Regions from separate parts of the Mus musculus genome. Here all the other regions are linked to region 4. The links are chromatin contacts, called in public HiCAR-type and promoter capture Hi-C maps. All regions are on one chromosome and are shown on one strand. Each heading gives the region's core, a stretch centred on a gene start, on an enhancer-like site or on the middle of the called end of the contact. The rest is flanking DNA. Distances are from core to core; before and after follow the strand shown. Region 1 holds the start of Ppm1d (protein phosphatase 1D magnesium-dependent, delta isoform). Region 2 holds the start of Bcas3 (breast carcinoma amplified sequence 3). Region 3 holds the start of Ypel2 (yippee like 2). Region 4 holds the start of Ints2 (integrator complex subunit 2).

Region 1 (5,243 bases), core at 2,127-4,626, 950 kb before region 4:
CAGCACTTGGGAGGCAGAGGCAGGCGAATTTCTGAATTCGAGGCCAGCCTGGTCTACAGAGTGAGTTCCAGGACAGCCAGGGCTACACAGAGAAACCCTGTCTTGAAAAAAACCAAATATACAAAACAAAAAACCCAAAAAACAAAACAAGCACTGGAATTAAAGGTGTGTGCCAACACTGCCTGCCTCTATTTATTTGTTTTATGTAAGAACACTGTAACTATCTTCAGACACACCAGAAGAGGGCATCAGATCCCATTACAGATGGCTGTGAGTCACTATGTGGTTGTTGGGAATTGAACTCAGGACCTCTGGAAGAGCAGTCAGTGCTCTTAACCACTGAGTCATCTCTCCAGCCCTGATCTTGAACTCTTGATTCTCTTGCCTCTGCTTTTCAAATACTATAATTATAGATCTGTATGGCTATGCCTAGCCTATCTACTTAGACCTTTTTCTGTATGTTCTTAAACTGATCTTGCATATGAATATACATGTATATATATGTGTACATATGTGTGTATACACACACACACACACAAGTTAGTGGATGTGACACATAGGAGGGGTTAAAGGGAAGAAAAGAAGAGGAAATGATGTAATTATATTTAATTTAAAAACAAAAACAATAAAAGATGTCAGTATGTGTACTTTCTTCCTCCTCCTCTTTTTTTTTTTTTTTTTTTTTGAGACAGGAGCTCTGTGTATCCCTGACTGCCCTGAAACTCTCTCTGTAGACCAAGCTGGCCTCCCAGAGATCCTCCTGCCTCTGCCTACCAATAATTTTATTGTATGTATGTAGGCTTGAGAATGCCATGTTCTGAATCTGGATGTCTGAGGACAACTTACATGTGCTATTCTCTTCTACTGTGTGTGTTGTGGGGACAATACTCAGGTGGCCAGGTTTGTCACCAAGGGCCTTTACTGGCTGAGTCACTTTGCTGGTTCCCAGCTTTACTCCTGGTTAAAAAAAAAAAAAAATTGCCCAAGTCTTTAGTTAGGTGTGTCACACCCCTTTATTCCCTGCACTCTGGAAGCAATGAGTTTAAAACCTGCCAGGACTCTATCGTTGCCAGGGCTACACTGTGAGATGTCTTAAAATTGTAGTTTAAAATAGTTGCCCCTGCTGGTCAGTGTTGGCACAGGCTTTTAATTCTAGTACTCCAGGGGCTGAGCAGGCAGATCTGACTTCGAGGCCATCCTGGTCTACTAGGACTACACAGAGAAACCCTGTCTCAACATCTCCCCCACACCCCAAAACACAAAATTGCTCCAATAATTGCTAAACATGTTAAGGGTTCTGTTCAATTCTAACAAATAAATGAATTAAAAACTGTTAAAGGGAGACGAAAGGATGGACCATGTAGAGACTGCCATATCCAGGGATCCACCCCATAATCAGCATCCAAACGCTGACACCATTGCATACACTAGCAAGATTTTATCGAAAGGACCCAGATGTAGCTGTCTCTTGTGAGACTATGCCGGGGCCTAGCAAACACAGAAGTGGATGCTCACAGTCAGCTAATGGATGGATCACAGGGCTCCCAATGGAGGAGCTAGAGAAAGTACCCAAGGAGCTAAAGGGATCTGCAACCCTATAGGTGGAACAACATTATGAACTAACCAGTACCCCAGAGCTCTTGACTCTAGCTGCATATGTATCAAAAGATGGCATAGTCGGCCATCACTGGAAAGAGAGGCCCATTGGACACGCAAACTTTATATGCCCCAGTACAGGGGAACGCCAGGGCCAAAAAGGGGGAGTGGGTGCGTAGGGGAGTGGGGGTGGGTGGGTAGGGGGACTTTTGGTATAGCATTGGAAATGTAAATGAGCTAAATACCTAATAAAAAATGGGGAAAAAAAACTGTTAAAGGGACCGGGGAGATAGATGGTGGTTGGAAGCACTGGCTGGATTTCCAGAGGACCCAGGTTCAATTTTCAGCACCTACAAGGCAGCTCACAACTGTATGTAACTTCTGTTCCAGGAAATCTGACTCCCTCACACATACAGGCAAAACACCAATGTACATAAAAAAAAAGTAATTAAAAAAAGTTAAGGCCCAGTTATTTCAGAATGCTGTTTTAGGGGAGTGGAGAGATGGCTCAGTGGTTAAGAGCCTGCACTGCTTTTTGGTTTGGAGCGCCTATCTGGCTCACAACCACCTGTAACTCCAGTTGTAGGCGGAGGGTTGGGACTCCACACAACATCCACAGAGATACACACATAATGAAAATGAAATAAATATTTAATGACAATTTTAAAAGGAATTGTCTTGGGAGGTATAGAAACTGTTGTTGAAAGGCAGGCCAGCATAAAGCCTTTCCTTGTTGTTTGCATTTCCCATGCTGCTGTAAATAAGTTTCCATTACGCTTTTTGTGAAATCTCAAAGGCTGTACAGAAAATAATAAAGGAACACGTTGACTCCCTCAAAAGAATATGGTGCTAAGAAAATATTAAGTTGATCACTCGAGAACTTATTTCAATTTCGTGGAAATCAGTCTAAAAGCATTCATTTTGTTGTTGGGACTGTCAACTTCTGTGAACGGAGGGAAATAACCGTGTCTTTAGGGCATGGAGATCCTGTTGTATGCTCCTTTTCCAAACGGTAACTTAGATTCTGCAGTAATAGCTGTATTCAAGACGAGTCCGAAAAAGTATTAACGACGCTGAAAAGAGGAAGAAATATGCAAAATACTTAAAAAAAAAAAAGGGCTGTAAAGTGTTAGGAATTAAACTCGCCGACAGGTCTCCGACCTAACGTTATCGCGGAAAACAGGGCTGTGCAACTGGCGGTGGAAAATTCCAAGTCTTCTTAAGTAAACCCGACTGCTTCCCTTAACTCCCAGCCGGACAAGTCCCACCCAAGCCAGTTCACGCGTGCTACGCTGGTCTAGCGCACGGACCAACGACTTTGCAGGGCATTTTCGCGCCATTTCGCTTGAAATAAGTGGAAGGTCAAGTCTACCTTTGACCTCTGCAAATTTTCCACAATCGCGGGAGGCAAAACTGGCTCTGCAAAAGGACCAAAGGGGAAAAGCCAGAAGTCTCACGTTAGGGATTTAAGGGGAAAAAAAGATGACAGGTTGAGGCTTCAGCCGCTTAGTAACAGCGGAAAACCCCCAGGGTACAGAAGCCCTAGGCTGGAGAAAACAAACCGGGCAAGGAGCGCGCTCCCCCGGTCGGCGGGCCGAGCGAGATCAGCGGTTGCAGAGAGATGCGGGGGTGGAAGGAGGGCGGGGGCGAGCTTGCTCTTCTTGACTCCTGATTGGTCTGTCTCAGCGAGCCGAGTGACGTCATCAGGAGAAAGGGGGGGAAAGAACGTCTGATTTGTATGGTGGGCGCGGGCGGGCGGGGAGCGAGTTCAGTGCGCAGGCGCAGCTGCTCGGCTCCTCTCGCCCGCGACTCGACCGGCCCAGCTCTCGCGGACAAGTCCCGACATCACGCGCCCCCCCCCACCGCCGCGGGGACCGCCTCCTCTTCACTCTCGGCTTCGTCGAAGATAAACAATAGTTGGCCGGCGAGCGGCGAGTGTGTCTCCCGCCTCGGAATTCGGCGGGCTGCGTGGGAACGGCGGGATCCCGGGCAGCCGGCCATGGCGGGGCTGTACTCGCTGGGAGTGAGCGTCTTCTCGGACCAGGGCGGGAGGAAGTACATGGAGGACGTAACTCAGATCGTGGTGGAGCCCGAGCCGGCTGCGGAGGACAAGCCGGCGCCGGTACCGCGGCGGGCGCTCGGGTTGCCGGCGACCCCCACTCTCGCCGGCGTCGGGCCATCGGAAAAAGGCCCGGCGGCGGCCCGCGACCCTGCCCCGGACGCCGCGGCCTCGCTACCCGCTGGCCGCTGCTGTCGCCGCCGCTCTTCGGTGGCCTTCTTTGCAGTGTGCGACGGGCACGGCGGTCGGGAGGCGGCACAGTTTGCCCGGGAGCACTTGTGGGGTTTCATCAAGAAGCAGAAAGGCTTCACCTCGTCCGAGCCCGCCAAGGTGTGCGCTGCCATCCGCAAAGGTTTCCTCGCCTGTCACCTCGCCATGTGGAAGAAACTGGGTAAGTTCCCCGCCCGCCTCTTTTTTTCTTTTCTCCCCTTATCCCCCTGGGCTTTTTATAGCATCAGCACCGCGTGGGCCTCCCCGGTACCAAGAGCGCTATCCATCAAGCGACGCTGTCCAACAAGGGATGCGAGTGAAGACTGTCATGGTTGGAGTTCTAGGCACACCGAGTGGCCTCGGAAACGCTAGGATGGCTTGTCTCCCAGCAACCGCTCCTTGCATTATCTCCTCCCTCCTACGATCAGGGGGCAACAGTCTCCCCTCTCCCTTCGCTAATTCACTTTGGTAGCAGCACGCTCAGAAGTGTTTGAATGCCGGCGCCAGATTGTAACCGAGGGATAAATTTAAGAAACGTTTCTACACGGGCTAGGTGAAAGAAGCAGGAGGTGGCAAGAATTGGAGCGTTCCCTTAGCATCTGTCATAATTTTGTTCTTGTTGGGCTTGTTCCTCTTGGTTGCCTCCTACCGGTGGTGTCACTTCTTCAGATTGACCTGAATGGCTCTGGCTCGATGTAAGTCAATTTAGAAGGGCTGAAGTGTAACATAGGCAACTTACTTTTGTGATAGTGTTTTGGGGTAATCCCTTGAATTGTTTATGAGAAAGGTGTGCAACGTGTTAAATATTAAATTGGCTCCATGTTAGGGGCATGTGTTAACTTCTTGGTGTGTGTGTGTGGGATACTTAGAATTGCATTCAGTTTTCCAAAAGTTCATACTGAAAAGCACTCATGTCACTACTCATCAAAGTAGTTTTTGGTAACAGGTATTTTAATTCCTAAAAGTTAAGTGTGATTGTAGTCCCATCTAAATTTTGAATCTCTCTGAGACAGACAGTACTTCTGTAGATAACAGAAATGCCCGAGGGTTATATGGCTGCTTATTTTGCCCTGGGTATATGGTGCATATTTTTGTTACAGAAAAGAATTTATGTTCCTGCCACTAAAAACCCTTCGTTTATAGTGGTGTAAGAAAGTCACTCTATTTTCATTAAAGAGACAGAGACTCAGTGCTGTTACAGATTTGTAAAATACACAGTATTTTTAGAAAGGCATTGTCATACAGTATAGGCTAGCTGGTTTCAAATCTGTTTTCCATCTGTTGGGCCTTTTGCCAAGTATTTGATTGACTTGAAGACCAGCCACTGAGGGTTTTGGAGGCAGGTCCCAGCAAATCCCTTGGGCCCCTATCATGGATT
Region 2 (4,588 bases), core at 1,488-3,987, 900 kb before region 4:
ACTATCCTTCTCTAGCTTGTACCTCTGTTCCCAGCTCTGAGTATTGATCTTTCCCCAGCACTCCCCTTCTGTATATACACACAGACACAGACACACACACACACACACACACTCCATTCCCCTCAAGTTCTGTGTTCAGGGAGACCTGAGAATAACTAAAAAGTGACACAATCTTCATTTGGAAAAGATTTTCCTTTGCAGGAGTCCTGAGCACCGTTTAGGCTCATGTTCCTTTCCTTATGTCTGCTACAAGCACATGATTGCCTTTTTCATTCATATATAGTTATGTATATTAAGGCCTTCCTTGTATAGCAGAGATTGTCTTGAATCCCCTATGTAGGGAAGAATGGCCCTGAACATAGGTTTTTTTTTTCATCTGCTAATAACGACTAAGAGGAGGCCTTTAATTTTTTAAAATCACTATGCATTTTTGGGTGTGTGTGGGGGATGCTATGTTACATGTTTGGGGGTGGGATCAGAGGACAACTTAATTTCTTTTTCCATGTAAGTTCTGGGGAGTGACCTCGGATAGTCAGGCTTGGCAGCAAGGACCTCTACCTGCTGAACCATCTCACAAGCCCTGAGAGGAGGTTTTGAGACCACAAAGGGTTAAAACTAGAAGACAGCTGTATCAGTTCATCACATGGCTACAGCATCTGCCCATTTTCTGCCTATCTCAGGAAACCCTAGAGCCTCATCCAGAGACAACTTGCCTAGTCTGAGAGAATCAGAAGAGGAAAAAAAAAATCCTTTCCTGTTGCTACTGCGGTCCACTAAGACATTTAAGTCAGGAATGTTCGTAGCCACTGGACTGTATGTCTACCTTGGATCCATGTCCACACTGCAAGTTGGAGATGGATAGAAGTAATGTTCTTATTCATAAACATTCCCACTCATTCCCTCTTCTTTTGATTCTAAGCTATGAAGAGCTCAATAAGGAAAAACGTCCCTTATCATTTGGGTGAATGATATGGTCATTTTTGGGGAGGTAACCTCAGTTGAAAAAAAAATGCTTCCACAAGATAAGATCTGGCTCTTAGGCGGGCCTGTAGGGCATTTTAATTAGTGATTGAGGCCATGGTGGATAGTGCTGTATCTGGAGTGGTGGTCCTGGAGTCTATAAAAAATCAGGCAGGGCAAGCCATGAGTAGTAAGCCAGTAAGCAGTACTTTTTCTAGGCCTTTTTACAGCTCCTGTCTCAAGGTTTCTGCCTGGTTTAAATTTCTGTCTTGGCTTCCCTCAGTGGACTTAGGATCTGTATGTCAAATAAAGCCTTTCTTCAACAAGTTTTTTGTTTGTTTATTTTTTCGAGACAGGGTTTCTCTGTGTAGCTCTGGCTGTCCTGGAACTCACTCTGTAGACCAGGCTGGCCTCGAACTCAGAAATCTGCCTTCCTCTGCCTCCCAAGTGCTCGGAGTTCGGAGTGCCCCACCATTGCCCAGCCAGCGAGTTTCTTTTGGTCTTGGTGTTTCGTCACAGCAATAGAAACCCTAACTAAGACATATGGCCATGGAAATGAGTTTTTTTGGCCTTGACCACGACCTCCAGCTAACTCTTGACACTGATGACATGCCTAAAAAGTCTACTTTAACCTGTATGATAGGCAAAGGTACTTTTACGAATTCCTTGTTGGTCATACCTAGCCGCCTAGTCCACATCTAGGCAGGAGCATCATGTCCAAATTCCAGGCCCGTTTATTATTTTTAAAAGAATTATATCTTATTAAAAAAGATTTTTTGGAAGGGACAGTGTTTTCAAACTTGGTGGCACTGGACTGGCTTAGAACTTGTTATGTACACCAGTGCTGGGAATATAGGGAATATAGTGCATGTGTTACTGGAATCCCATAAAAAGAGATTTTGGTACAGGTTACTAGGTGCTCAGGGGAAAGATATATGGGAAAGCTAGGAGTGTGATTGTGGGTTTCTTTAAGCAAGAGCTCCCGGCCTACGACTACTTGAGACTCCATGAACCCTTAAGACGTATCCAATGCCATCTTGCAAAGCCCCAGGTAGTCTTCTTAGACTCTCTATGGATCCCTATATTGTGCAACAAGTTCCCCCTTCCAAAGTCTGGGGCCTCTCCATTTCCAGATGTTCACGAACATCCATTCCTATGACAGTAACCATTAAGGACTCCAACAAAATTTCTTACAGGCCCCCTTATTCAGAGCAAGACGTACTCAGCAGGGGACTGAACACGGACTGCCAGCCTAGACTCCCGGAAGGTAAACACAGCGCCGCGGGCGGGGTGGAGGGCGGGCTCGGGCAGCCTGAGTGGTCAGGTAAAAGTGATTGGCAGCTGCCACGTCCACGTGCTTTTAGCTTCAAATCAGCTGTCGCGAGAATTCGATGTAAACACACCAGTATACCTGGCTTCGGGCTCCTCGCTGGAGACTTCTGGCTGAGGTCCGCAGGTATTTGGTGCATGTAGCGTTTCCTTAAAACAGAAAATCCACCAAGGTGCCTCTTCCAGGCCCGCAGACACGCCTGCCTTTTCTCCCCTGCCGCCTGCATTCACAACCGAACCTGACCCACCCGCTTCACCCGAACTTCCATACTGTTGTGTTTTCCCTCCAGCCCCAGCGGATTGGATGGATTCTGAAGGCGGGTCCGCCTCTTTCCTACTCGCTGGTTGGCGAAGCTGACCTCCAAGGGCGGTGCCGCGCCGGGGCCAGTTTGCTCCTGGGATTGGCTGATGCGGTGGTTCCGCCGAGGCGTGGTAGGAAGTGCTAGCCGTCAATCACGAGGGAGACTCCAAACAGTGAGCCTGAAGCTGGAGAACAGCGTTTACCGGCGGAGCGGCCGGTGAGAGGGCTGGCGGGTCTTTGGCTTAGGGGAGGTTTGGAGAGGGAAAGGGACAGGCAGCATGAGGAAACAGGGCTTGACCAGCCCCAGTTGACGGGGAAAGGTGCTGAAACTGGAGGAGAGCTGGGCAAGAGGCCAGAGGGCGGCCGGGGGCAGTGGTGGTAGGGCTTTGGAGGTGAAGTGTGGAGTGTTGTTCCCGTGACTTTGGGGAGAGTGGGGCCCGAGGGGCTTTCGAGGAGCTGTTCTCAAGTGACAAGGCCTTTAAAGGACAGAGGTGGGGAGACTGGTTCGGGTAATAGAGGGTGGAATGAAGATGAGAGTACTGAGGGGTCTGGTGAAAGGTACTGCCTAAGAAAGGGGTAGCTGGACTAGTTGGGACAATGGGTTGTTTGGGTTGTATAGGAATGTGGGGATCAACAGTTTGGGGTTTTTCAAATGAGGTGGTACAGTGAACCCTTCTTAAAAGTGATGCTTTTAGGCTGTGGGCTTTCCTGAGCCTTGTAAGACATCTTTAGTTCTGTTGCCAGTCCCCCTTTAACCATAATGAAGCAGACTCTGTACTCTCCAAACCACCTCTATGATTCAGAAACTCATTAGATAGTCAAGGTCTGGGACTTACTTAGACTGTGGGAAAATCCAGAGGCTCCTTATATTATACGAGTTTATATTCCAAATTTGTTTACACGCTGGTGATTACGTTACAATAGCTGGAGGTTAAAATATTATTTAAATGTGGCTACACAGTTTTATCTGTCCTCAACAGATTTATCTGAAGGCAGAGTGGTATCCTGTTACGTGTATTTGTTCTGAGGCTCACATGGGCCATCTGGTCTTTATATGGCTGTGCCCTTAAGGTTGACTTTGAACTCCTGATCCTCCTGCCTCTGCCTCTCAGGCATGCATATGCATCACCACCTGTGACCAGCTTTTTAAATTATTATTATTATTATTATTATTATTATATTTTTAAAAATAAAATACTAAGAATCTCAGGCTTACATTGCCCTTGAACTCAAGGCAATTTCCTTGCCTCAGCCTCCTGGGAACTGGAACTGCTGGTATGTTATGTCCCACTGAGCTTTATATTTGCATTTCTTTATTTTTCTTTTTTTAAAGATTTATTTATTTTTATATATGTAAGTACACTGTCGCTGTCTTCAGATATACCAGAAGAGCGCTTCATAACCCATTACAGATGGTTGTGAGCCACCATGTGGTTGCTGGGAATTGAACTCAGGACCTGTGGAAGAGCAGTCAGTGCTCTTAACCCCTGAACCATCTCTTCAGCCCTATATTTGTTTTTCTAAGTGATCCTGTGTTATATAGTTCCCATTTAGTTCTCTGTCTCTTTTCCTCCTAGTTATAAATTATAGGAAGATTCTGCCAAAGACTGAACTGTCTTGACTTTCAGATACTGCATAGTTCAAGGTCAGCCTCAATTCCTGGGTAAGACCCTATCTTAAAAAAAGAAAAGTAACTTCCTGGGTGTGGTGGGTACACACCTATAATCCTATCAGTTGGGCTGGCAGGTCTCTGAGAGATCTAGGCCACAAGTTTCTGGGAAAATTCATGGTTTGTCACAGTTTGGCAAAGGGATATTTAATGAATAATCGTACACCTCTCCTTCTGACACTTTTCTTTTCTCTGGAAACAGGTCTCATGAATGAAACAATGGCTACAGATTCTCCTCGGAGACCCAGTCGTTGTACTGGCGGAGTCGTGGTCCGCCCTCAGGCCGTCACGTAAGCTGAAGAAAGCAGTATTCTAGAAAACAGTTCCCA
Region 3 (4,845 bases), core at 992-3,491, 740 kb after region 4:
GTAGTATGGCAACAGTCACTGCCTCCTAGAATGTCTAGTCCAGGCTAGCATGCATTGCTATAATGTATCCCTTACTGCGGATCCCTAGCCAAGTTTGAAAATCATGGTTCTAAAGAATTGAAGGGGTTTTGTTTGGTTTTGTTTTTTTTTGTTTGTTTGTTTGTTTTCTGAGACAAAGGGTCTCCCTACATAGCCCTGCCTAACCTGGAATCCCTTTATACAGCCCAGGCTGACCTCAAACTTGCAGTGATCAGAACTTACCTCACGGGGTACTGGGGTTAGATATTTACCACCACTCCCGGCTGGGAAAACTAGTCACTGTTTTTCTGAGACAGGATTTCTGTGTAGCTTTAGCTGTCCTGGAACCTGCTTTGTAGACTAGGCTGGTCTCAGAGATCCCACCTGTCTCTGTCTCCCAGATGCTGGGATTAAAGGCGTGTACTGCCACTGCCTGGCAAAGGCACATATTCTTATCTGTGTTCTTTATTTTCCATTTCCCACCCTTATCTCAAGGCAAGCAGAGAGATCTAAGAAGTGATGTTACTGAACCCTAAACTAGGCAGAGCCCAACTGAGGCAGTGCACGAGCCCAGGTACCCCGCTCTATCGCATCCGACCCTGTCGTGGAATCCGGGACAAATCACAGTGCCTAAGGTAAGATTCCCCAGCTCTTCTCAGGCCGGGCTTGTAAAGAACCCAGTCACTCATCACAGCTCAGTACAAAACCGGGGGTGGGAGCAGTCATAGTTAAGTATGAACCAGTCACAATGAGATATGTGTATGAAAATGTTCTAATAAAGCCATTATTTTTGACAAATTACAGAATTTACAAAATGATGTAAAGAGAGTGAAACTTCCTCAAAGATAAGAATATCAAATGCTAAGAAAGCTGATGGACTGAACTCAGGTAAAACCTACAGCAGTGTGTGCCAAAAGGAAAAGCAACCCAATCTTACTGACCAGATCCTGTAAACCCCCAAACCAGGCAGACTACTGCAGAGCCTCAAGCATGAGGTTTACTGTAATTCCTTTGTGCCTCTAATGTTCTGTAAATGGGGTTCAGAAAAGTAATCCCTAGGCTTGTTGTTCAGTGCTCTGGACAGGGAGCCCATCTTGCGAGAACGAAGACAAGCATGAGGAACAAAAGACTAATAGGACTCCAACTCAGTGGCTCAAAGACCCTCCAACGTGGCAACAACAAATCAACAAGGAAGCCAAAAAGCAGGGCTCCGGCGCATTTGCCATTTCCAGCAGCCGGGCCGTGGAAGGCTAGGCAAACCGGAGGATGCTCGCTCAGCTTTTTAAAAACTGTGGGTAAAAGTGAAGTCAGAGGTGGCAGGCAGTTCTTTGCACGAGGGGTCCAAAGCAACAGTGCTTCCCCCTAAGTGCCAGCCAGGAGACGGGTGTAAGGTTCCACTGTTTCGGAAAAAAAAAAAAATCACCCGAAGGGAGTCAGCAACCAGGCAGGTAAACTTGAAGCAGGAAGAGAGGCAGGAGCCAGCTGCGGGAGGGACTCTCCGCAGAGGCCCCCGCAGCGAGTCTGGCAACAGAGTTCGTGCCCACCCCTTGGCAAGGCCGCAGGGGAGGCGCCGGGAAGCGTCCAGGCAGGAACTCGCTGTGGTTCCCTTGGCTTGGGGCTGCCGAAGCGCTCCGGGGACTTTAGAGGGCGACGTGCCCCAGACCCAACTATCTCAATGGAGACATCGACCATACAGCCGGGTGCCGCCGGGTGCCATCCGTGGGGGGTGGGTCACGCCGAACAAGGGAGGCGTTGGCGCTCAGGTCTCTGGGTCCCCATATTTGCCAGGCGGCTCGTCGCCACCCGCCGAGTCCCGAACCCGGAGCGCGCGCCAGTGTTTGTAAACAAACCGGTCACGTGGCTGCAGCAACCCGTTCCCCGCCCCTAGCACCCCGGGAACCTTCGGGGAGCCCCCTCGGGACCGCGACAGCACCGCCCCAGCCGAGCCCGGCTGCACGCAGCCCAGGAGCCCGACCGTCCCCAGGGCGCACAGCCCGAACTGGAGCGGAATGCGCCCCACGCCCACGCGAGCCCAGCTCGAGATCCCTCATACCTGGCGGTAGGCTGCCCGGTCCGGCCAGCGCCGGGCTCTCCGGAGTGCTTGGCGATGAAGGACTGCACGGCTGACTCTAGCGCTCCCTGCGCGCTCTTAAAGCCACAGTCTCCGCCACCGCCGCCGCCACTGCCGCTCCGCATCCCTCCGAATCCGGGCTGGGGGCTTGCCGGGTGACAGACGCGCCCCCGCGCCTATCCCATCGGCTCAGCACATAGCAACACGCCACTGGTTGGCCCTGCACGGCCGCAGCCCATCCGCCAGGAGCCAATCACTGGAGGACGGAACTCCGCCCCTGCTTTCCCTGCCTCCCGCCCCCAACCCCCACCCGCCCCTCGGCCCTGGCGGGGCGCGCGTGCGAGGAGTGTGGCAAGGTCTGGGTCCCGCCAGTCCTGGCAGCTGGCGGGCAGGGCTGGGAGAAGAGGTGATTAGAGTGGGGGAGCTCTCTGAGATAGGAGCCTGTTTGTCTGGCTTTACTGGGATTCCCAGGACCCGGGGTTATGTTGGGAAGTGGGATTTACAGTGCTTTTGTTTTGAGAACCTAGATAGTAATTCCTCGCTCCACTTTTTAAGCCACTCCTGACCCAGAGCCTAAGTTACTAAAAGTGACCCGCAGAGTTCAAGGCAGGTGTATTTAGTAAGATAGTACCAGTCTCGTCATGCCCACCCATGCCCTGCTCAGAAGCGGAGATTCTCTATTTCCTCTGCCCTGCTCGAAATTTCCTAATTAAAACTAGGAAAGGGTTGTCTGGTGTGTTCGAGTCCCTGGGTTGGATCCCCAGTACTGAGAGTGGAAGAGCATAGAGAAAGACTATAGAGAAACTGGGATCCCTATTGCTAATGGTTAGTGAGGTCTATTAGCAACAGAAAATACAATAAGAGTAGTCAAGGTGACCAAAAGGGAGGAACTGGCATTCTGGGTCAGTGGGGTGGTGCTTTTCAAGGAAGAGAGGGTTAAAAAATAAACTCATGACAGTCGGGAAGTCCAGGGAGGCACCAGGTGGGTGGAGTGGGGCAGAGTCTTCCTACCGGAAAACAGGTCAATTTGATAAAAGAATTTCTGCGGGGGGGGGGGCGGGGGAGACACGGCAGACCCACCCTTTTTTCTAAGACACTGGGATTCTGAATGGTGTTGGGGCAAAATACATGTTTTCATTGCTATTTTAGAAGAGAAAAAAACACAAGGTAATTGGACAAGGTGGTTCTCTGCTTTATAGCCCAATTATAACCCAAGGCTTGGGAAGTGTTAGAAGTTTAAGGTCATTCTTGGTTAGATCGGTCCAAGCTAGCCAGGTTACTGAAAAAGAGAAAAAAAAAAAGTTCATGCGGGGTTGGGGTGCTGAAGGAGGCCCAGGAACCTTTGGTCTCCTATCTGGCAGCAGTTTACACACAAACCCAGGCTGGTATTTGGGTAGATCCCCGGGTGACTCAAAAACGTCACCTGTCACTCCACCCAGCTGTTTTTAATACATATGCAATCAACTAAATTGTCTTCAGTGAATGTACATCGCATGGTTAGGGATGAAAAAAAGTCCCAACGTTAGTAAGAACAAAACCACTCATTTTTGCCGGCAGATACCGGTTTCAGTGTAGGGGCACTGTCAATATTTACAATTGACTGCTTTGGGAATTATAAATCCTGGAGTCCAAAAGCCTTCAGCTAACTAACCACAACCTTGAAAAGACTTGAGATTGGATCTTTAAGAAGATATACTAAATTCTTTAGATTATCAAAAGCTTGATTACCAGCCCAAGGCTGCTTTCTGAGGTTAAATTCCTCTGTGCCCTTAGGCCTTAGTACCCATCGCCTAAAAGAAGGGAGGGCTGGGATCTGGTGGTGGAACTCACAGTAGAGACTTTGCCTAAGGTTCTTGAGGCTCTGGGTTCAATACCCATTACTGCAGAAATAAATAAGGACGGCTGAAATAAGATGGTTTCTGACATCCCTTCCAACTCTAACATTTCAAATCAGGAACCAGGAAATCAAATTGGTTACATTTCTGCAATAGTGTGTTACTAAATATGTTTATATCCACGGGTTCCCTAACGCCTAACAGTAGATTCTGTACTGGTTTTAACACCCTGAGATACTGGTATGTTATGTAACAAGATTGGAGGCTACTGTTCTGTGCTTAAATAAAAGATAACATTAGCTAAAGAAAGCCTGCCTTGTGTGGGGTGCTCTGAGGACCCCTGCAGGCCTGCTGTGTGATTGCAGGAGACTGGAAGAGGCCACAGAACCACAGGGCTGAAAAACAATAGAATCAGCCAGCCAGGAAAAAAAAAAAAAAAAAAAAGCCAGATCATGCCTTCTTCCAGCCAAAGGAGCCAAGCTGTGTGAGTTGACAGAAGGGAGAACCGAAACAAAGAAGTGTGTATGTGTGTGTTGGGGGGCAGGGAGTGAGTACTAGAAACTGCTTCTCTTTCTCTCTGCACCCAAACACCTTCATGGGCCCTCAGTACACATTTACTCAGTGCCCATCTTCAGCACCTTTCCCTGTTGCCTTGGACTTATTCCGAGAACCTATGGGAGAGGAAAGAAGCCCAGGCCAATGGACAGATTGAGAATAGACAGATAATTATTGAAGCCGAGGGCCGCAACAGAGAGGATATTATCCCAGAGAGCAACAGAAAGACAGCAACAAACTTATTCAGAGTCAGAAGGCTCCCTTACAAACAACAACAATGAGACCAAAAAGGAAAAAAAAAAAAAAAGAAAGAAAGAAAGAAAGAAAAATTGGTTGGCAATAAAGGTTTGAGAGGCTCCTGGGCTC
Region 4 (4,854 bases), core at 1,251-3,750:
TTACTATTTTCTAGATGTAAATATTAAGTCATGGATATTGTGAGATGAAAAGGGAGTTTTTGGGCGTGGTGGTACATGCCTTTAATCCCAGCACTCTGGAGGCAGAGGCAGGCGGATTTCTGAGTTCGAGGCCAGCCTGGTCTACAGAGTGAGTTCCAGAACAGCCAGGGCTACACAGAGAAACCCTGTCTCGAAAAAAAAATGCAAAAAAAAAAAAAAGAAAAAAGAAAAGGGAGGTTTTTTTTAAAGCACCTTGTTCATAATTGCCAACAATTCACTCAGCACAAGCCGCAATCGACGAGGGGAATCACTGTGTTCAAACTCTAGTGTCAGCCCATGCTGAAGCTGTGATACCAGGATGCTCTCTCCACTGCCTCCTCCAAGTTTATGCCTAGTGAAGTCCAAACATGGGAAACACATTAAGACACTGGCAAGGCAATCCTTTCCTGCAATAATCCACTCATTGTAAATGGTTTCCATTCCTCCGAAACACTGTTTGTCTATATATTGCAAGAGCTCAGAAACTGTAAATTAGTAATTGCCACAGACTTCAGTAACAATAGCTTTCAGATACACAAGGGACATGAAAGGATACAAAACCAGCCTGGAGTCTGGGGGGGGGGGAGTGGGGAGCAACGTAATTTTAAAAGCTCAGTCATTCCCATAAAACCTTCCACTCTAGAAGACTTTCTCCTCCTCAGTCCCCACTCAGAGTAACTGACCTAATATGTAGCTAATCTTCTCTGAGCAACATTTTATAACACAGAAAGCAGCTCTTAGGAATTTAACTAGAAAAGACCTCTGTCAAATGCTTCTCAGACATTACTCTCCCTTTGCTGGGGGAGCTCTGACAGACCTGAGCATCATTACAACCCCCTCCTCTGGAATATCAAGTAACTCCCAAGTCCTAACACACAAGTGAACTTTACCTAAGCTGCTGTTCTTTGCTGGCATCTTGTTCTAGAGCGTGGAAGTCCACAGACAACAGTGCAACAATGGAGTTGACAGCTTCCACTCCAGACAGGAGGCGAAGTATAAGTTTCTTATCCTGTGCCCAACTTTGGCTCTGGTCAGCAGGAGCACAAAGTGCCATCCTCACCAGGCAGGGCAAGAGGAGTCTTAATTCCGGATCACTTAAGGACGCCAGGCGGACAACATCCACCTTCTGCATAGCTTCAAAAGCAAAAGGGCTGACAAACTGCAGGCCTGTACCCTCGGGCGTCATCGCTCTCGATCCTAAGGAGTCCAAAACAACAAAATGAAAATCGGTATCTACTTCCCACATATATGACAACCTTCTTTAAAATCTAACAAAGTATACTAAATACTTAGTAGGTCCTTGCATTGGCAATGTTGTTGGCACAATTAAAGCTCAGGTTTCTGTCTCTATGTTTCTACTGACATCTGGAAGATAAGAAGGAAAACTGCAGATTAATGTTTCTTCTCAATTTAGAGATCATTTGCTCTAATACTTTGTGTCCCAGTGAACCCTCCTACCCTGAACACAGCCAAGACTTCCCTCATTATGCCCATTACATGAGTTCCATGAAATATGGAGAGAAAATGAACGGCTGCAGCCAGATCTCTTTCATTTTACAAGCCTACCAGATAAATATAAATATCAGTTGGGCTTCTCTTTCTACCTCCCAACTACATGGAAACACTGGTAAATCATCTCACGGGCCAAAAGTAATGTCAGAGGCATGGTTCTGAAAGCCACAACGCTATTCCGTACCCCTATTGTTATAGAGGTAGATGTGTATGTACAGTCAGCTGAAGGAGTTAAAGAGAGTCTCACTTGGGCACTGTGGTTTTGAGTAAATTTTCAAAAGGTAGCAGAAAAGAGAGGTGACATGGAACAGTTAACAGAGACCACTCAGTCTTAAGACCTACTCCCTAGCAGAGCTGTGGACAAAGAATCGTAGGCAGAAATGCTGCTGTTTCAATAGTAAGCGCTGGTCTTTTAACAGTAGAGTAAGCTCAAGGCAGAGGTGACAGGACTCAGGGGTCTCTGCCAGGCAGCAATGAGAATCGAGTGACCCGGGCTGCGAAGAGTCAGGCGGACTTCAGACAAAGCGGCACTTGGGCCCGAGAAGCCGACGCTTCATACCTTAAGATCAACCCTCCAGCCTCAAGGGACCCACTCGGATTCCGCCTCCGAGAGCCAGACGAGGCAGAAATGGAGAGCGCGGTCCGAAGTTGGGCCTAGGTGATTATCCAGATCCCCAAACCCCGGCAATGCCCGGAGTCGACTCAGGCACCAAGAACTCTGACGCTGGCACCAACAGTGCCGTCGACAGAGCGAGAATCAGAATGGGGACACTGCAAAAAAAAAAAAAAAAGTAAAAAGGAAAGGGAAAAAAAAGGGAGAAGCAACCAGGAGAGAGGGGAAAGCAGAGACTTAGTTCAACCTGCACCCTGCACCTCCATTCATCCCAAGCTTCTGGCACGCGCCGGCCACCGTACAGCACTGAGAAGACGTCGGCGGCGATAAGAAAAGCCAGCTTAGGGCCGCTCTGCGCATGCGCAGGCCCGCCCCTTCCTCCGTCACCGCCCTCCCCGCTTCCGAAAGCGTGGAGTGTTACACTTTCTTGTTTTCCAGAGCTTTTCTCTTGGAACCTTGTCAGATGAGTTCCTAAACGGTCAGAGCGAAATCCCGACCCCCGAACCAATTATCGCGACATTTAAATAACAATAATGTATTAAATGGCAAAAGTTGTCCGCTCTGTTCCTCCACAGAAATTTGCCTAATGGAACCCGATTGCAGCCTCCTTTAAACCCCTGCCGGTGCGGTCTAGAAAGTTCTAGAATCCCAAGACCTGTGTGTAGGGGAATTTTAAAAGTAATGAAGCCGGGCAGTGGTGGCGCACGCCTTTAATCCCAGCACTTGGGAGGCAGAGGCAGGCGGATCTCTGAGTTCGAGGCCAGCTTGGTCTACAGAGTGAGTTCCAGGACAGCCAGGGCTACACAGAGAAACCATGTGTCGAAAAAAAAAAAAAAAAGTAATTAATCATAAGTCTATACACTAAGGCCAAAGTGTAATAACTTTTCATTATTTAGTTTTATGGTGTGTACCCAAATTATAAGCGCATGCTACCACTTCCGGCTTGCATTCGAGGTTGGTTTTGTTTTTCAGACAAGGTATATGTGGTCCTTGTTGGCCTGGAGTTCATTATGTAGACAAGGATGACTGGTACTTGACACAACCCCTCTGTCTGCCCAGGGCTCATACTAGAGGCTCTATGTTTGGTAGCTTTCTCGGGTCTCGAGGTTACAAAAATCCTATTCAAGAGTGAATTTTAGGAACGAATTCAGTGGAACCTTCTCAATATTATATGTGGCACTTGTGAAAGAAAATCAAAACTAAAGTCTCACCATCTTAAAAATTGCAAGTCTATTTATCTCATAATAAATGTTCTGGAGACAGCGCCACACTATGTAGTCCAGGCTGCTCTGAACTTCTGCTTCAGCCTTTCAAATTGTGGAATTATAGGATTGTGCCATCTTCACCAGCTTACGTTTTTTGTTGTGGTTGTTGTTCCTGGTTCACCCAAGGTTTGCATGACCTTGCGCGCGCGCGCGCGCGTTTGTGTGTGTGTGTGTGTGTGTGTGTGTGTGTGTGTGTGTGTGTGTGTGTGACATTTGTGCATGTGTTTACTTGTGAGAAAAAAGAATAACTCATGGAAGCTCATTTTCTCCTTCCACCATGTATGTCCTGGGACTTGAATTCATGTCATCTGGCTCAGCGACCAACACCTGGCATGCTGTGCCATCTGTCAAGCCTCTGAACTATTTTATTAAAATGCAGCTTTTGGGCTGGAGAGATGGCTCAGCGGTTAAGAGCACTGACTGCTCTTCCGAAGGTCCTGAGTTTAAATCCCAGCAACCACATGGTGGCTCACAACCATCCATAATGAGATCTGATGCCCTCTTCTAGGTGTCTGAAGACAGCTACAATGTACTTAGATATAATAATAAAGAAATCTTTAAAAAAAAAAATTCTGCTCTTCAGAGGACCTGAGTTCAGTTCCCAGTACCTATACTTGTGGCTCCAAAACTCCAAGGGGTTTGACACCCTCTTCTGGCCTCTGCAGGACACACACACAATAGTTTTTCCTTGTTTGCTTGTTTCCTTGCTTGCTTGGCTTGGCTTGGCTTGGCTTGGCTTGCTTATTAAATATTTCTGAGCAAATGTGGCGCCTTTCAACCCAGCACTTGGGAGGCAGAGGTAGGCAGATTTCCTGAGTTCAAGGCCAACCTGTTCTACAGAGTGAGTTCCAGGAAAGCCAGAGTTACACAGAGAAACCCTGTCTAGAAAGAAAAGAAAAAAAAAAGTATTTCTGGAGCCAGAGAGATGGCTTAATGGTTAAGAGCACTAGCTGATCTTCCAGAGGACCAGAGTTCACAAGGCAGCTAACAGTCTGTAATTACATTTCCAAAACTCTCTTCTGGCCTCTATGGGCACTGAAGACATATTGTACACAGAATATGCAGGCAAAACACCTAAACTCAGAAAAAGGAAATAAATGAATATTTAAAAACAAAAAAAAAAAATTGAGCATCCTTCAACGAATTACCAACCAAGACAGGATTTGTGTGTGTGTGTGTGTGTGTGTGTGTGTGTGTAGCCCTGGCTATCCTAAAACTCAGAAGACCAGACTACCCTTGAACTCAAAGAGCTCCACGTCTCTCTGCCTCCCAAGTGCGGGACTAAAGGTGTGTGCCTCCACCACCCAGCTTGACTGATCATTTCTTTTAAATTTTTTTCTTCAAGACAGTTTTTTTCTGTGTGTCCATGACAGAGTGCTGTGATAAAAGCCCTGTACTACTACCACTTAGCTTACAAAAAATTTT

What was found. Promoter capture Hi-C pulls out the DNA fragments that hold promoters and counts their contacts. HiCAR-type assays count read pairs that join an accessible place to other places.
Region 1: a HiCAR-type map of astrocytes shows a contact between it and region 4, with 5 times the contacts expected there. The contact joins the promoter of Ppm1d here to the promoter of Ints2 in region 4. A contact is called at or near these places in 6 of 39 promoter capture datasets (the C10 cell line, hippocampal neurons, liver and 2 more), 6 of 115 datasets of contacts at active chromatin or transcription factors (the NIH/3T3 cell line, astrocytes, bone marrow-derived macrophages and 3 more) and 1 of 9 other capture datasets (liver).
Region 2: a contact with region 4 is called in a HiCAR-type map of astrocytes, with 3 times the contacts expected there. The contact joins the promoter of Bcas3 here to the promoter of Ints2 in region 4. A contact is called at or near these places in 1 of 39 promoter capture datasets (embryonic stem cells), 3 of 115 datasets of contacts at active chromatin or transcription factors (astrocytes, bone marrow-derived macrophages and memory CD8 T cells) and 3 of 9 other capture datasets (adipose tissue, liver and pancreatic islet).
Region 3: a contact with region 4 is called in a promoter capture Hi-C map of pre-B cells, with 8 times the contacts expected there. The contact joins the promoter of Ypel2 here to the promoter of Ints2 in region 4. A contact is called at or near these places in 4 of 39 promoter capture datasets (hippocampal neurons, liver, pre-B cells and 1 more) and 3 of 115 datasets of contacts at active chromatin or transcription factors (large pre-B cells, pro-B cells and stem cell-derived neural progenitor cells).

What each region holds. Positions count from the first base shown.
Region 1 is chr11:85,307,878-85,313,120 of GRCm38.p6, forward strand. It overlaps Ppm1d (protein phosphatase 1D magnesium-dependent, delta isoform), which reads left to right and starts at 3,377. Exons shown (of 6, transcript NM_016910.3): 1 at 3,377-4,046. The coding sequence starts at 3,596.
Region 2 is chr11:85,350,427-85,355,014 of GRCm38.p6, forward strand. Bcas3 (breast carcinoma amplified sequence 3) reads left to right here and starts at 2,738. Exons shown (of 24, transcript NM_001166643.1): 1 at 2,738-2,807; 2 at 4,462-4,549. The coding sequence starts at 4,467.
Region 3 is chr11:86,991,521-86,996,365 of GRCm38.p6, forward strand. Ypel2 (yippee like 2) reads right to left here and starts at 2,242. Exons shown (of 5, transcript NM_001005341.3): 1 at 2,072-2,242. Gm51915 (a long non-coding RNA gene) reads left to right here. Exons shown (of 3, transcript XR_003949754.1): 2 at 514-653; 3 at 823-2,817.
Region 4 is chr11:86,255,094-86,259,947 of GRCm38.p6, forward strand. It overlaps Ints2 (integrator complex subunit 2), which reads right to left and starts at 2,501. Exons shown (of 25, transcript NM_027421.3): 1 at 2,111-2,501; 2 at 930-1,236; 3 at 253-391. The coding sequence starts at 1,225. All of the region lies in intron 2 of Brip1os (BRCA1 interacting protein C-terminal helicase 1, opposite strand), which reads left to right.